2 separate regions of the Rattus norvegicus genome follow, and region 2 is linked to region 1. Evidence: chromatin contacts called from public Hi-C data. All regions are on one chromosome and are shown on one strand. The core of a region is the stretch at or near the end of the contact, and the rest is flanking DNA. Distances in the headings are between cores, read along the strand shown.

Region 1 (4,007 bases), core at 476-2,975:
TTAAAAGCTCATAAAATGCCATCCATCTCCCTAAACCAATGGAGAGAGCTCACACATTTGTTGATATGAGAAAAAGAATGGCCAGGTAACTTTGCAGGTAGCCCCCAAAGAGCAGCAGCTTGGGGTGTTTGGTTCTTCATGCTTAACTCTAGCACAGTGCCCTGTACTGCCTCTCAGAAAACACTTGTTCAGTAGATGAGATTTTAAAGCAGACCATTGAACAGTCACGACATGGTACAGTCCCCTCTCTCCTCCTTTGCCTGCCCTCTTCAGATATAAAAACGTAATTGGGAAGGTAGGCAAAAAAAAAGGTTAACAAGGAAACATTTTGATATGCGTTATTTCTTTATTCCTCTCTGCACTGTCCAAATTCCTGATGAAATAACTATTTTTTTTTTTAAAGAGCCCACCGAGTTAAAATGAATACAGCTTAAATTTCTAAATTCCAAGCAGGGTACGTTTTCTTTCACTTTCAAAAAAAAAAAAAAAAAACAAAAAACAAAAAACCTGTCTGCTCATCTTATACAAGTGTCTCAGTATCAGGAAATGGCACACCAAATGGAGAAAAGCACCTTTTCTATAGTGGAAAAAAAAAATCTAAAATTGCCTAACATCCTTCCCTGTTCTTCATTAATATACATGCTATTCTAGCCAATTCCTATTTAGTAGTTAGCACCCCAACCCCCCCCCATTCAGGCTAATATGCCAAGTGAGTTCATCTCTACACATTTAAATAGGCTTCTTTTCAAAGACATTTCATTGATGGATCAAAACTTAGCCACCTCTCTCATGTCTCTCTCTGCCCCTTCACCCTGTTCTGTTTTAGTCGTAAGCTTTAGAGGGAATAACCTCTTATTTAGATTTCTATCATGTTTCTTCCTTCTAGAATGTAAGCTTCACGAGGGCAGGAGTTTTGTCCTACTCTACCTGGGTCCCCAATACCAGGTGGTACCTAGTAGGCCTTGGGAGGTACCTGTCAAGTGAAAAGATGTATGTGGAAAACAGAGGAAGGATGCAACTCCGAACAAGCCAATAAATACTCGGAGAAAAAAAATAAAGAAATGATACTGAAATGCCACCCTGACAGGACTCGAAGCTACATAGCACAGGCTCGGCGACGGACGTTCTTCAAGGCCGGCAGGTGTTCCACACCTATCTAAGCACACAGCTCTTCTAGGAAGGAGGTGATCCACTGGGAAGTCTCAGGGTGGTGGTGAGCAGCTCCCGGAAGAGTGTAAAGGACCATCTCCATAACAGAGACGTGGCCCGCGCGGAGGGAGGGGAAAACCTCACAATACACCATACATCTTCGCCCAGATGGGGGAAAAAAAAACCACACGAATCTCCTACACAATCAGACCAAGAAGACAACCCTCCACCAGAGAGAGAAGCAGGCTTCTCTCCGAGAGCTCTGCAGTCGCCTGCAACCCAGGAGTCGGGTGGCGACTCCAGCGCTATTCCTTCTCCAGGACCCCGCGCCGCACCGCCTCAAGGAGATCGATTGGGGGGGACCGTTTGGGGACCAGCTTTCTCTATCCTCGCAGAACGCTACCCTCCACCGCATACACGCCTGCCAGTCCAGCTCGTCCCCAGGCCCCGACCCTCTAACTCACGTGTAGATGATGGACATGAAATGCATCAGCCACAGCACCACGAAGAGCACGAAGCCGAACAAGGCCATTCCCTCCTGGGCCAGGTCCAGCAGCGCCATCCCCCGGCCCGCTGGCCCGGCCCGGCCCGCTCCGGCCGCCGCGGACAGCGCTGCCGCGGGAGGAGGACGCGGGGGCCGCCGGGTGCGGGGCGCGGGCCGCGAGTGGAAGGTGGGAGAGGAAGGGCCGGCGGGGCGGCGGGCGTGCGGACGGAAGGGGCGGGCAGGGCCTGCGCGCCCCCGGCCGCTCGGCGCGCGCTCGGTACCGCGCTCCCCTTAGCGTGCGCGTGCTGGTGTGCTTCGAGCGCAGGCTGACCGCGCTGCGCGCTCCAGGCGGCCGTTGCCGCGCGCTCGGGCTCCGGTGGTCCAGACCCTCCCGGCTGCTGCCGCCGCCGCCGCCGTCCCTCTCGCTCGCCGCGGCTCCGCGTTCTGGTCCGTGCCCGCTGCCGGCGCCCGAATCCCGGCACGATGCGGGTCCGCCCCGCCCCGCCCTCTGGAGCCGGTGCCCGCCCCCCCTTCCACCCGGGGCGGCGCCCTCGCGCCTCCTTGCCGGCCCGCGCGCCCACGGGCGGAGCTGCCCCCTCGTGCTCGCTGCCCCGCAGCTACCAACCGCTGCCGCCGCCGCCCGCGCCCGCGGGGTCAGTCTCGGTGCGCACCCCAACCCCCCGCACCGTCTCTAAGCAGCACGCGCCGCCTCTACATTTTATCTTGGCCAAATCCGGAGGAGCCCAGAGACTGTGTTATTTAAGGAATCCCCAAACTCAGAATTGGAAGAATGGCTTGGTGCTGAATTCGCGCAAGACTGGGCGTCCTCTAAGGCAGCTGAGTGTAACTTGGCTAAGATGTAGCCAAAAGAGTTATGGAAATGTAGCTAGTTCGAGCAATGCTGGGCTGTTAGTATTGCCATTACACCGCTGACCATCTCATTCATAAATCTTGTGGTATTTGCTGGAATAGATTTTAGACATACTAGTTGAAATTACGTTACTTCTTTTTAAAAGTGTTAGATGTTGCTATTACTAAAAGGTTTAATTACGCATGTGCACGATACTGAAAATGGGGAAATAAAAGCTAGGCACAGTGTGAGAAGGCTGTATGTGGCCCAGTTACTCCTGGGACTGAAGCAGGAGGATTACCTGAACTTGAGCACACAGGTTCCAGGCCAGGTTGGGCAAATTCAGTGAACCCCTGTGGTGGAAAAACAAAAGAGTATTCTAATTTTAAGTCAGTACTGGGCGAGGCTAGTAGTCAATGTTTGCATTTGTTTCTTCAGCCTGGATACATCTATAGTGTTTACAATTGTTCTGCGTTTAAGCTGTTTATTATTCAAGTTACTTTTTAAAAATAATTCCTGAGCGCTCTCGAGGGATTTCAGAATTGAATTCGGGTTTCGTTTTGCTATTGATTCTAGTTAATAATTGGCGGCTTCAATCTATGATTTACACGATAAACTACAATTACACGAATTTAAGGTTTGCAATGTCCTTTGTTCTACTGGTGTAAAAATCAGTGGGAAAGAACCATGCTTAGAATTAATTTCTAGTTGTTGAGAGTTATTGGTTAGTGAAGTTACAGCACTACAGTGGAATCCATAAATGGAAATAATAACAAAGGGCTTTAAATGCCAAAATGGTGATTAATCAGTTCCAAGGCCCACTTTTAAAGCATTCTCAATGCATTTTCAAGAATCCATTATTTCAAGAATCCAAAATGAAAATGCACCTCACACTCAATGACATCTTACAAATAAAAATAATAGGCCATGCTCCTATTAAAATGTGCTTGTCAGTCACATGCGAAACAATGTTGTGTGTTATCAGTACTCGCTTGGACTTGGTCAACAATATGACTTTCTCAATTTGGCATTTTGTAGCATTTTTCATTGTCATTTTCATTTGACATTTTCATGTCAAATCTTTCCTAGACCCTTACAGCAAAGGATTTCCACAGAAAAGACAAAGCGGGTGTAATTGGGTATAACCGAGTAAAGATCAAATGTTGCACTTCATCTTGGTTAAATTCAGTCTGCTCAAACCTGACTTTCCAACCACAGCTCTAGGGGCTGGTAAGATGGCTCAACTATGAAGAGCACTTGCTGATCTTTAAAAAGACCCAGGTAGAACGTGCATGCAGTACCCACGGAGGACAGAAGAGGGCGTGTGATTCCCCCGTCTGATTCCCCCATCTGATTCCCCCAGAATTAGAGTTACAGATGGACACAGGTCCTTTGGAAGAGCAGCCAATGCCCTTAACAATTGAGCCATCCCTCCCGCCCAACGAAAATATCAACATTAACGGAATTTCTCATACACCAATCTAAAAAGTCAACACACTTTGTGATTTCAACAGTGATACTCTG
Region 2 (3,779 bases), core at 15-2,514, 150 kb before region 1:
ACCCACTCCCCATACACATAAATAAAATATAAAAATTTAAAAAAAATCAAGATGCCCGGGGGTTGAGATTACAGTTATGTAATGATAAGTTTCGTGTATTCGTGTATTTTATTCTAAAATATATGTATTATTCTTTTTTTTTTCTATTCTTTTTTTTTTCGGAGCTGGGGACCGAACCCAGGGCCTTGCGCTTGCTAGGCAAGCACTCTACCACTGAGCCAAATCCCCAACCCCTGTATTATTCTTGTGATATTGTCATCACCATTTGTGCAAACATGTACATTGTTGAAATTTTACTATTAGCTTATTGCATTTATTTCTTGAAAACAACTTTATGGGGTGGGGGAGGGATGGGGGAAGAGAACTCCTAGAAAAAGCGCAGGTCTCAAGGCATTCGGAATGTTTCACGCCAGTGAGTGTTTCACTCACTGAAATTCCTGTAAGCATTTCATCTTTCAGTTCCACGTTTGGGGCCAGAGGTAGTATCAGAAGGCATTCGTTCAGGAAATGGTCTTAAACGCCAGCAACAGCCAGGACCCGGAGATATGCCTGGACCCCCACGGAGGCACCAGCTACAATGTTAGCTTTCAGGCTTTGTCCTCAGCACTTCCTGTGGTCATCTACCTGACAACCCTGATAACAGGTCAATCCTGAGTAACAGCATTTGAGTTAATAGCATTGCCACAGAGCTGTTGATAGGCCCAGATAAAGAAGACTGTTGCTTTCTGTCATAGCAAATGAAGCTGAGGAGAGAAGGGAGGAAGCCTGTGGAATTGGAGAGAGCCCCAGAGAGGCTGGCAGCTGTCCAGCAGTGTTTCCTTCTCTGAAACAAAATGTCGATTGAATTTAAACCGTTTAAACCTGTGAGTTAAGTCCCTTCTGGGTGTTGGAAACATTTAAAATGTTCCAGTCAGGCGTGGTGTTTCATGCCTGTAATCATAGCCTTTGTAAGGTAGAGACAAGATCAGGAGGAGTTCATAGCAAGTTTGAGGTCAGCCTCGGCCAAATCCTCAGAAAAAAAAAAAATCAAACAAGAACAGCGGCAGCAGCAACAACAAGCAACAGTAATGACAAACAAGTCTAGAGCATTTCATACCTAAGAAAAGTTTTCTCATTACTGTTCTCTAGTAACACATTAAACTAGCGTTCTACGGGTAGTGAAATGGCTCAGTGGGCAAATTGCTTTCTGTACAAGCAGGCGTCGGAGACCTGTGGTCTGATACCTGGCACTCACGTAAAAAGGCATGTAACTTAGTGTTGGGGTTAGAGACAGGCAGACTTCAAGGCTTGCTGGTCAGACGGCTCACTGACTCGGTGAACTCCAGGTTCAGTGAAAAGCTTTGTCTTTTAAGAATAAGGTGGCTGTGCTGTGAGGTGCTTGTACTTAAGCCTGTGACTGAATTTTATCCCTGGAGCCCATGTGGTAGAAGTTCAGAACGGATCCCCATTTGTCCTTTGGTTTGCACACAAGTGTGTGCATACATACACATAGGCCTTTAAGTCTAATCCCTGATCTCCAGCCCACCCCTGCCTTCTTGCTCCTTGTCTCCTTGGGAAATGGCGAGGTGGAATGTTGCTTCCACATCTACCTTCCTTCTCTCCATTATTCCCTTCCCTGTGTCCCTGCCCCTGTCTGAAGCTGCCATCCTCTCAAGTGTGTGCCGGATCCCAGCCCTTCTTAGCAGCTTCTACCCAATGCAGAATCAGTGCCAGCACACAGAGCCCATTGCCATATCTCGTTTAACAGTGGCCCATGTCCCCCTCCAGCTGCCTTGCCTTCTTCAGCCTTCTGTTATATAGAAACTCCCCAAAAGACATGACTGCCCTGTAGGCTTCACACCCTCTCATTCTCTATTAAGCGTTCCGTCTGTCTTACTGTTATATACTGTCTCTGCAGCCCTCGACATCCTTCTGCAAACTCTTCCCTTTTCAAGGTGGCTCCTTCTGTCTTCCTGGCTGGCCTTCCTGGTGTTTTTTGGTTGGCTCAACTGTTTCTATGGCTCCCTCCTTGGCTTCCCTTCCTTTGCACTATCTTTCTGTCTAGGTGGTATTTATGACACTCATGACTATAACCTGCTTAATACTGACAGTCCCCAAATCTGTACCTTTAAGCCCAGCCTCTTTGGATTCAAACTTATCCACCCGCCTTCTAAACATATGCCATTGAGCATGCTAGACGAATTAGACAGAATTCCCAATTTCATGCCTCTTTTCTTACTTCCAAATCTATGAAAATTATGTCCGTTTTCATAACTCAGTTCCTGGAATTCTCATAATTAGCTGGTTGAGCCAAGAGTCTTAATTGCCTCTATGTGAGTCCTAAATTTCTAATCATTTAACAAACTGTGATTTCAATCACTTACTCCTGCCTTCATCTTCAACTCTGCAGACCCGATCCTAGCAGGAACTGCTTGGATCCTAGCAGGAACTGCTTGCTTGGTCTCCTGCAGTAGCTTTCTGGTTTGTTTGTTTCATGACAAAGTTTCACTCTATACCCTTGGGCTGTAGCCCAGGTTGACTTCATTCACATGAAGCCTCCTGCCTCAGCCTCCCGAGTGTTAGGGTTAGAGGTACACACCACCATGCCTGGCTCTCAGGGCTGTTTGCTGCCTTCAATCCTGGCTGTCACTGTCCACCTCAACTTAGTTTTCACCATGCCATTGAAGGATCACCCAGCAGCTGTGGTGTCTTCTAAAGAGTATGAACATGACAGTGCTCCCTCAAAGGTCTCCAGTGAGTTCAAAAGCTAACTGAGAATCCAAATTCACACCATAGAGCATGTGATCCAACCCTGGGCCACCTTCCTTAACCCACCTTCTCCTCGTCTTCTTTCTCACCAGGTACCAGCTGTCTCTCCCTGGCCTTCTTGCCCTTTCTTAAATGGGTCAGACTTCTTCCCACTGCAGGCTTTTCCATTTGCTGTTACCTCTTTCTGGGACAACCTCCGTCTATGGTTTTTTATGAACGTTTGGGAGTGTGACTGTCACACCTTGTCTCACTTGGCTCCCTGTTGCTACAACCGACTGCAGATTTACAAAGAATAGCTTTTGGATGTTGGGAAGCCTGAGGACTGGGGGACAGCATTGTGTTAGCATCTTCCTGCTCTGCCATGACCTGACAGAGGGTGTCACATGGTAGGCAGAGCAAGTGCAACCAGACAGCTGGGTTTTGTTCAGACCAGCTCCCCTGATAACCCATGAATGGTTTAACCCATTATAAGGACGAGGTCTTCATGACTCTGTCACCTCCCAAAGGTCCTGCGTCTCAAATACCCATGATGTAGGGATTTGGAATAGCTTCTGGCATGTGCTATCTGGGGAACATGTTTAAACCATAATGCCCTTAGAGGTTCTTTTATAAGCACCCCCTCACTCTCTACCCTATTACTTTCTCTTAAAGATTTATTTACTTATGTACATGGGTGTTTTATCTGCACATTCATCTGCACCCGAGAAGAGGGCATCAGATCCCATGACACTCTAGTTACAGATGGTTGTGAGCCACCATGTGGCTGCTGGGAATTGAACTCAGGACCCCTGGAAGTCCAGCCAGTGCTGTTAACTGCTGAGCCACCCTTCCAGCTCCCACCCCATCCCTCTCTATCATTCACCCTCCTTGAATTTCTTCATATAACTTGGATTTTAAAAATTGTTTATCTTTCTCCCTTTGTAAAATAAGAACTCTTTGAAAGCATTTCCCCTCCTTTGTCTGTTTCTATATTGAATCCCACCATAAACACTAATGACACTTAGCACAATAAGTCCACGTTTCTTAATAAT

What was found. A called contact is a pair of places that touch in the nucleus more often than the background predicts.
Region 2: a contact with region 1 is called in a Hi-C map of kidney, with 5 times the contacts expected there. The contact joins the enhancer-like site here to the promoter of Ugcg in region 1. A contact is called at or near these places in 7 of 12 Hi-C or Micro-C datasets (Schwann cells, frontal cortex, hepatocytes and 4 more).

Annotation. Positions count from the first base shown.
Region 1 is chr5:78,825,724-78,829,730 of GRCr8, reverse strand. It overlaps Ugcg (UDP-glucose ceramide glucosyltransferase), which reads right to left and starts at 1,725. Exons shown (of 9, transcript NM_031795.2): 1 at 1,614-1,725. The coding sequence starts at 1,711.
Region 2 is chr5:78,980,131-78,983,909 of GRCr8, reverse strand. The region is part of intron 10 of Susd1 (sushi domain containing 1); the gene reads left to right. Among named protein-coding and RNA genes, the nearest start is that of Susd1, 89 kb to the left of the region's middle. Within about 2 kb of position 1,264, at least 1 of the 93 cell types and tissues checked has an H3K27ac peak or open chromatin away from gene starts, as enhancers often do. A contact at or near this core is called in kidney, where this site is marked.